Regions from separate parts of the Mus musculus genome. Here all the other regions are linked to region 2. The links are chromatin contacts, called in public HiChIP or PLAC-seq maps. All regions are on one chromosome and are shown on one strand. Each heading gives the region's core, a stretch centred on a gene start, on an enhancer-like site or on the middle of the called end of the contact. The rest is flanking DNA. Distances are from core to core; before and after follow the strand shown.

Region 1 (2,700 bases), core at 71-2,570, 2.6 Mb before region 2:
AGGCTGTGAGCAGCAAAAATCCACCTCTTTCTGCTTTCTCAGCACCTGGATTGCAGTCACACCCAGCTTTTTACAAGGGTTTTGGGGATCTAATTCAAGGCTTTGAATTTGCAAGGCGAGCACTTTACTAACTGTTGCCCTAGCAACAGTCTTTAAAAAAAAAAAAAAAAAAAGATGAGGCTGAGCGAGAGGCTGAAAGGGTAGCATGCCAGTGGTGTGTGTGGAGGTCAGAGGGCAACATTCAGGAGTCAGCTCTCTCCTTCCACCATGAGGTTTCAGGGATGGAAAGTCAGATCGGCAGGCTTGTGCGAAAGGTGCTTTTACCATCTGAACTGTCTCTCTCTCCCTCACCTACCCCATCCTCATGACTCAAGATGTGGCCATGCTTGGCCAGAAACTCAACATATTGTCAGGCTGAAGTCAGAGATCTGTCTGCCTCTGCCTCAAAGGAAAGGCTCAAAGTGGCCTTGCTTGTAGCCAAGGACAGTGTCAGAGTTCCTGATCCTCCTGTGTCAAGTCCTCATGGGTGGGATCACAGGCAGGCATCACCACATTGGTTTTCTGCGGTGGTGGTCTGGAACCCAAGCATTCAACCAGCGGTGCTACAGCCTCAGCCCCATGTGTAACCTTTTATCGAATCTAACTCTGATGTTTGAGAATGGCGAACAACAGGGCTCAGGTGCATTTTATTTTTCTATGAGTATCGGATTCATTGACCTTCTTTAAGAAAATCCCCTTCCGGGGCTAACAGACCCACGGCTCAGAGTTTAAGAACGCACACTGTTCTTGAACGGTGGGTTCAGTTCCCAGCATCCACACGGTGCCTCACAACTGCCAGCAAATCCAGTTTCAGACAATATGATACTTTCTGGTCTCCATGGATACCTGCACACATGTGATACATACCAACTCACTGTAAAAATCATAAACATAGAAAACCAAAAGCAAAACCCCTCATTTCTGAAGTGCTACTTTTGTTACGGATCAAGAGGCCCGGGTATAGGTCTGTTTCTAGGGCTACAGAAATTAGAAAGCTAATTGAGTATGTAAGAAAAAAAAAAAAAAAAGAAAGAAAGAAAAGTGAAGACCACGTGACTAAACAGCCCGTGGGCCTTTAACTCCCTGGGACCCCTGGACTGGTGGGAGATCAAACAGGAAAGCAGCTAGATATTCTGACCCAGGAAACCTCAGGCAGCAGTAGTAGTATTTTTTTTTTCCTTTTGTTGTTCGATTTCAAGTGTCGGGGAGTACAATGGAAAGAACATCCACTTGGGGCAGGAAATGCCAGGGAAAGAGCCCAGAGGACGTGACATTTGGGTGGGTCATGAGTGACGATGAAATCTGTCATCTCTTTTTATGACTGTAATCTGCTGTCTACCGTGCGTTTCCCACCCGCGTTTCATCTGCATTATGTCTTATCTGATTTAGAAGGGCCCACAGGGAACTGTATCCCGCCCCCTCCCAACCCCTCGCCCCAGAAGATCTGAGAGCTGGGGCTGGTTCTGGGTTTGTCAGACTCAGCTGTACTTCGTAAAGGCCTGGGCTGGGCCTTTAAATTTTTTTCTGTAACTGTAGTGCCACAGGATTCCTGAGTTTCACCCACACACAGGCTCCCTACCCGAGCCCCAGCTGGCTGCCAACACCCACACTAACCAACTAACCCCCAGCAACACCGCCTTGGCTGTGTCGAAATTCACACCACACCATACCTCCCCGGGTCTGGAAGAAAGGCACAGGGTCTTGGTGCTGTGCAGACACCCTGATAAGGCTCTGGTGAATAACCCGTGAGTAACAGGAAATCAGGAAACAGGAGCTGCCCCTGTAGCAAGAAACGGGAGGGTGGATGGCTGTTCGCACAGTGGTCTGTACACCGGCACCGTGGACGCGCCCTTCAGTGTCGAGATTCCAGTTTCCTTCCCTGACTGGGGGATGAGAATGGAGTTCACAGAAGGCAGCTGTGGATTTCCAGTGAAACTCCCTGGGACATTCTGATCTCGATGTCCCAGCAGGTTTGGAAATGGTAGTATTACTAAACACCTGGACCCATTCTTCATTAAAAAGATTAAATTAAGTCAGGTGTGGGAACCGGTGCCTGTAATGTTGGTACGTGGAGGATGTGGCGCGAGGATGGGTGAGTTTGAGGCAATCCAGAGCTACATAGGAAAACTTTCTAAAAAATGTGTGTGTGTTCACGTGCGCAAGAGTGTGTGCATTCCTGCATACACAGGCACTTACAGCTCACATTCACACACACAAAGAAAAGAAAGGACTATTAATGATAATTAGCAGAGGAAAGTGGAACAGATACAGGGAAGAGTTTCTTGTGCCTTTATATCTTTCCATGGTGTTAAAAATTTAGCCTCAGTGAGTTCAAGGCCAGCCTGGTCTACAGAGTGAGTTCCAGGATAGCCAGGGTTACACAGAAAAACCCTGTCTCAAAAAAAAAAAAAAAAAAAAAAAGCCTCAGAAATTGCTACTTTTTTATGGCTGGGGGTGGTGGTACATGTCTTTAATCCCAGATTTCGGCAGATCTCTTTGAGTTCAAGGCCAGCCTGGTCTACAGAGTGAGTAAGGGTTACACGGAGAAACCCTGTATCAAACAAAACAAAACAAACAAACAAAAAACCAAACAAGCAAAAAGGAAGAAAAAAGAAAGAAAAGAAAAAAGAAAAAAAGAGCCAGGACAAGCTAAGGACGTAG
Region 2 (2,700 bases), core at 28-2,527:
CTGGCCATTTCTTCTTGCAAACAAACTGTAATACCATGTGTACTGCCCGGAGTTCTGCCCACTGTGAAGATTTCCCTTCACCTGTGTCTTTCAAGGTTGTCCCAGAAAGGGGTTGTAATGCTGCAGCTGTCCACTTCTGGGTGGTGCCTGCATAACGTGCAGAGCCATCAGTAAACCAGGCTCTAGTCTTCTCCTCTTCGGTCAGTTGAAACAACAAAACAAAAAACAACAACAAAAAGCAAACAAGCAAGAACAATTTACCTACAGCATTGTCAAGGACCACCATTCTTCAATTCCACCGTTCTAGCACATTCTGCAAGACACAGGCAATGGCATCTCGTTGGAGATTTCAGGAAGGAAGAATTTGTAAGAATGCTTTATGCAAACACTTCGACTAGTCATTTTATCAGCAAGAGTCAGCACTCTTGTTTGTTCTGCCTCGTGAAGCCGCAAATCATAAGAGAACTTGCACAGGGCTTTCAGAGATTGTTTTACATGACTAGCACAACTCTTGAGAGAAGAGGGCCAGAACAGGGAAGTGACTTGCCCAAAAGCGAACAGACTGGTCGGTGGCAAAGCTGGGGCTGAAAGTTGGGCCTTCTAAAACAGGGCTCCTCTTTTTACTTCTCTACGGAGAGACTTCAGGGGTAGGTATGGGTTTTCCGCCCAAATAAGGGGAAAGAAGGGAGAGCAACGGAGAAATAATGACGCGGACAGTAACAGGAGTCGCGTTAGAACGGAGTTGAACCACGTTCAGCCTTTCCAAACACCCTTAGATAGCAACAAGGACCACAAGCTACCTAGGTCCTGTGTCTGTGACCACCTGATAGCTTAGTCCCTCCCACAGAAGCTGTGGGCCCTCTTTCTTTACTTTAAATGCCTCGAGAGTTGAAGAAGCCTTGGGACAAGTGGGAGTGAAGAGGGTTTGTGACTACGGGATGGTTGGCCCAGGTTCGGCTACGGAGGGGGAAGCCTGCGGCGGAGCTGTGGTTGGGGGATGTGGGTTCTGTGGCTGAACTCGACTTTGGGAGAGGAAACCAGCCGGGGAGATGACAGCTGAGTGGAGTTCACCCGCTCTAAAGGTGCGCGGAAACGTCAGGACACCTCCGAAAGCTCTTTAGATGCTCAGCTCCGCGTCGCCAGGACCAGATCGCGGGCGGGGCCCCTCTGGAACGCCCGCGATTGGATGCTCCCTAAGCCCCGCCTTCCCGGACCCTTTTCCCCCGAGGCCCCGCCCACAGCGCCAGGCGCGCGCCTCGGGAGCCGGGAGGGGTCGGGGCGGCGGCGGGAGGAGAGGTGAGGCTCCGGCACGCGCCCCACTCGCTGCGAGAGCGCGAACCGCGCGCTCCCGTCGTCCGCGTCGCCATCTTTTTTTTTTCCCCCCTCCGTCCGTCTGTCTGCCGTTGGCTTTGTCTGTCCGCCGCGCCGCCCCTCGCCTCCCCGCCGCCAGCCCGGCCCGCAGCCACCCTCTGCCCACCGGGGCCGGGTCCCAGAGAGCCCGGGCCCGGCCGGCTGGAGCTGCGGCCGGGGCCCATTGTCCCGCGGTCTGTCCGTCCGGAGGCGGAGCCCAGGGACGCGGAGCGCCGAGGCTGCGGGTAAAGCGCCCCCGCGCCGGGAGTCGGCAACCCGCGTAGCTCCCGACTGCCCGCGCCGCCGCCCGCCTTTTGTTTGCTCGCTCCTGGGGAGGGGCGGGCTGGGTGCTGCGGCGGCGGCCGGGTGCGGGCCTCGCGGGCCGGCGTCTGACAGGCTGGGGTGGAGCTGGGGGAGGGGAGGATGGGCGTGGGAGAGCGGACGGGGCGGGGGGCCCCTGCCGTCCTGGAGCGGGCGGGCGGGCGGGCGGGCTGGCCCAGGAGCTACTAAATTTAGATTTCGGAGGAGGCTAAGTGGTCGTCTGTGGGTTGGTCAGAAACGCGTAGGGAGACCTCTGGCTCCAGTCTAATTACCTGGGATTTACCTCTGCCCCTGTTGGGAAAAGCCAGAGAGACACCCTCTCAACTGATGGCACACCCCAGCTCCAGCGCCGACCCGAGAGGACCCGGGCACAGTGAAATGGCTGTATGATTGTCTTTCTCTTCTCCCTTTTGGCAGCTTCACATCACTCGGATTCGGGCGACTTTACTTTGCTTCGTGGGAACCTCATCAGAGCTGGAGGTGGGAGTGCACCCTCTTTTCTTTAAGGCTGGAAAAGGGCGCGCGCACACACACACGCACATCTGTAGTGTGTGTGCCCTGGAAGCTGCATCCTAACACCTGTGAGAGCAGAGGCAGGATGAGGGGGTGGGGGCCAGTGCATCCTTCCCAAGGACTCTTGACTGTGGCTCTATAGATGACAAAAACAAAAACCCCTACTCCCTTTAAAAGTCGCATCCCTTGTAGGTCGATCCTCAGTTTCCCGTTCTTCCCAGGTTCCTCCCTGAGCAGAAGATACTCAGGCGGCTCGCTATCCAATTACATTCCGAGCTTAAGTTTCACAATTGGGCAGCGCTGAAAGCAAAAGGGACCAAGTGACCTTTTGTACTTATGGGGTCTTGTTTTAAGAGGGTTACAACCTATAAAACTAACCTCAGATATTGTGCAGTTTGGGTCAGGAGTGGCCTCCCCGTGCCATTTGTCTGTCTCCTTACTTATTTTCCATGGTTTCCCCCCCTCCTCTGGACTTTTTCTTTCTAGTGGGTTTTTGAATTCTTGTGCTTTGGCTTT
Region 3 (2,700 bases), core at 139-2,638, 2.3 Mb before region 2:
GCGGGTTTGTTGGATATGTCAGAGTGAGCACGGCCCCCACGCCCACTCAGGCATCTATTGCTCACATTCTCACTGTGTGCTATAATTCCTACACCACTTTCTTTCCTAGTGCTCTTAAAACATCTCCTTACATTATTTATCTGTGTGTTTGCACGTGTGTGTGTGTGTGTGTGTGTGTGTGTGTGTGTGTGTGTGTGTGTGCATTCTCTCAAGCACATACGCCATGGCACATGTGTGGTCAGAACATAGCTTTCAGGAGTCATTCCCCTCCTCTCACCACGTAGGTACCAGGGATAGGTGCTTCAATATGAAGCAGCCCTACTGGGCTAGCTCAGGCTACCTACTCCTGGTCATCATTTGTTACTGAATCTCTAAAGTGGTCTCCCAGGAGATTCTCCTTTAGCCTGTGTGGCATCTGAAATTGGCTAAAACTCAAGTGATTGGGCACACCTGTGAGGGATTTTTTTAATTAAAAAAAATTAAATCATTTAAAATGGGAAGACCCACTTTTAATCCAGATCTTTTGAGGTGGGAATCTAGGCCACACCTTCTGCTGGCAGTCTATATAAAGGACACAGAAGAAGGAAGGTTGCTCTCTCTACCTAACGACCTTCACTGTCACTGGCAAATCCATTCCTCCACTGGCAAGATAGCCTACTTCTTTGGAATGCTGAGACCCTGTGAGAGCCAACATTACATTTTAATTTACTGTTCCTAAGAGATCCATGAAACAAAAATGCGTCTAACCTGTAAGCCTTTTACTCAGGAACAGACATTTCCTGCAATGCTGGACGCTGTTGTTTCTGAGAGATAACAAGCCACGTGTTTTCACTCCCCTAAACAAGTGAGCTTGATCACACGTAATGGAAAATACCATGCCATTATGGGGTTGTCGTCTTAAGCCTCTGCCAAGTGTGACTCGTGGCCATTTCATGGAAACCCTGGAATAGACCTGGCCAGAGTCCATCCTCCTTGTCAGTATTTAATTAAAGCTTGCTTCAAATTTGGCTGGAAGATTGTGGCAGAGGTCTTATTCTCAACCCATGGGACTAACAACATCTAATGTCATGGACAAAAATTCAACTGGATTCTTGGATCATCTGTTGGAAGATAGTTATTGTTGGAGAACTGGACCACAGCCTATAAATCAATCTAATATATCCCCTTTCTATCTATCTATCTATCTATCTATCTATCCACCCATCCATCCATCTAGATTCATTCTATAAGTTCTGCTCCTGTAGATAACCCTGACTTAATCTGCCTGGTGCCAGAAATGAGTTGATTTGCTAAAATGAATTCCAAAGCATCCAGTATTGTCAGGTCTACAAATTTTCTGGCCACCTAGTTTTGTATACTTCCCATTTGCCACAAGAGGGCGCACTATTGTCATCTTTAACTTCACTCAGGGTAGAAAGAGATATACTTCAAGGTTTATTTGTTTCTCATGTAGCCCAAGATGGTCTCAAACTCACTACGTAGCTCAGGGTGACCTTAAATTTCTGACCTTCCTGCCTTCCATCTCCTGAGTGATGGGATGATAGCCATGTGCCACCAACATGCCTCGAGTGCATTTGAGATTTAAATTGAGTGGCTAGAGAGAGGTGGCTCAACATAAAAGCCCTTGCTGTCCTAGCAGGACAGTCCAAGTGGAGTTCAGTTCTGAGCACTTACAACAGGGGCTTATAATTGCCTGTAACTCCAGCCAGGAGATGTGATTCTACCTTCTAGTCTCCACAGGCGCGCCATGCTCACGTATGCATACACACCTAAATAAAATGCAATTTTATGCCAAAATCAGGAACTGAGAGAGTAGTTCAACAGTAGGGTACTTGGTTCACAGTTGTAAGACTATCCGTTAGACACCAACATGCACACACACATGCACACACACACATTTAAAATTATTTACTATAAATAATAAGGCCAGCCAGACATGGTGGCGCATGCCTTTAATCCCAGCACTCAGGAGGCAGAGGCAGGCAGATTTCTGAGTTTGAGGCCAACCTGGTCTACGAAGTGAGTTCCAGGACTGCCAGGACTATACAGAGAAACCCTGTCTTGAAAAACCAAAATAATAATAATAATTAATAATAATAATAATAATAAGGCCTACATGATATCCACACATTTCCTTAAATGGAATGTAATTATCAGGACTGGAAAGATGGTTTCATAGCTAGGAGCAGTTGCTGCTCTTTGCAGAGGACCTGAGTTTGGCTCCCCAGCATCCACTTCGAGTGGCTCACAGCCACATGTAACTCCAGCTTTGGGTGCTAGAAGGTGCTCTTCTGGAGTCTGTGGGCACTTGTACACACATATTCACAAACCCTCAGGCATGCGCGTGTGTGCGCGCTCACACACACACACAATTAAAAAATAAAACTGATCAACTGATCTTTAAAAATAAAAAAGGAATGTCATTGATTTCACAATATTGCAGACAAACCTTCCAGACATTTGTATATGTCAAGTTGTTTTTCTTTGGTAGAAGGCTACCGGTTTTCATTGTGGCACTTAGGATTATTTTTATATGTACACCGCTTTATTATTTATTTATTTATATCTACTTATTTATTTATTTATTTATTTATATTTACTTATCTATGCATGCAGTGGCTGCAGGAGCCAGAAGAGGGCACTGGATCCCTCGGAACTGGGGTTAGAAAAGAGGTTGGCCTTTCTGAAGGTTTTCTGCAA

Evidence for each region. HiChIP or PLAC-seq counts read pairs in DNA pulled down with a chosen protein or histone mark.
Region 1: a contact with region 2 is called in an H3K27ac HiChIP or PLAC-seq map of thymic regulatory T cells, with 14 times the contacts expected there. The contact joins the enhancer-like site here to the promoter of Zfp821 in region 2. A contact is called at or near these places in 2 of 39 promoter capture datasets (cranial neural crest and pre-B cells) and 4 of 115 datasets of contacts at active chromatin or transcription factors (astrocytes, embryonic forebrain, embryonic midbrain and 1 more).
Region 3: an H3K27ac HiChIP or PLAC-seq map of cardiomyocytes shows a contact between it and region 2, with 11 times the contacts expected there. The contact joins the enhancer-like site here to the promoter of Zfp821 in region 2. A contact is called at or near these places in 2 of 39 promoter capture datasets (hippocampal neurons and maxillary cranial neural crest) and 5 of 115 datasets of contacts at active chromatin or transcription factors (cardiomyocytes, embryonic hindbrain, large pre-B cells and 2 more).

The regions. Positions count from the first base shown.
Region 1 is chr8:107,113,226-107,115,925 of GRCm38.p6, forward strand. No RefSeq gene overlaps it. Among named protein-coding and RNA genes, the nearest start is that of Gm39240, 9.5 kb to the right of the region's middle. Within about 2 kb of position 1,321, at least 131 of the 459 cell types and tissues checked have an H3K27ac peak or open chromatin away from gene starts, as enhancers often do. A contact at or near this core is called in thymic regulatory T cells, where this site is marked.
Region 2 is chr8:109,704,269-109,706,968 of GRCm38.p6, forward strand. Zfp821 (zinc finger protein 821) reads left to right here and starts at 1,278. Exons shown (of 9, transcript NM_001167946.2): 1 at 1,278-1,595; 2 at 2,089-2,151.
Region 3 is chr8:107,385,428-107,388,127 of GRCm38.p6, forward strand. No RefSeq gene overlaps it. Among named protein-coding and RNA genes, the nearest start is that of Nqo1, 16 kb to the right of the region's middle. Within about 2 kb of position 1,389, at least 21 of the 459 cell types and tissues checked have an H3K27ac peak or open chromatin away from gene starts, as enhancers often do. A contact at or near this core is called in cardiomyocytes, where this site is marked.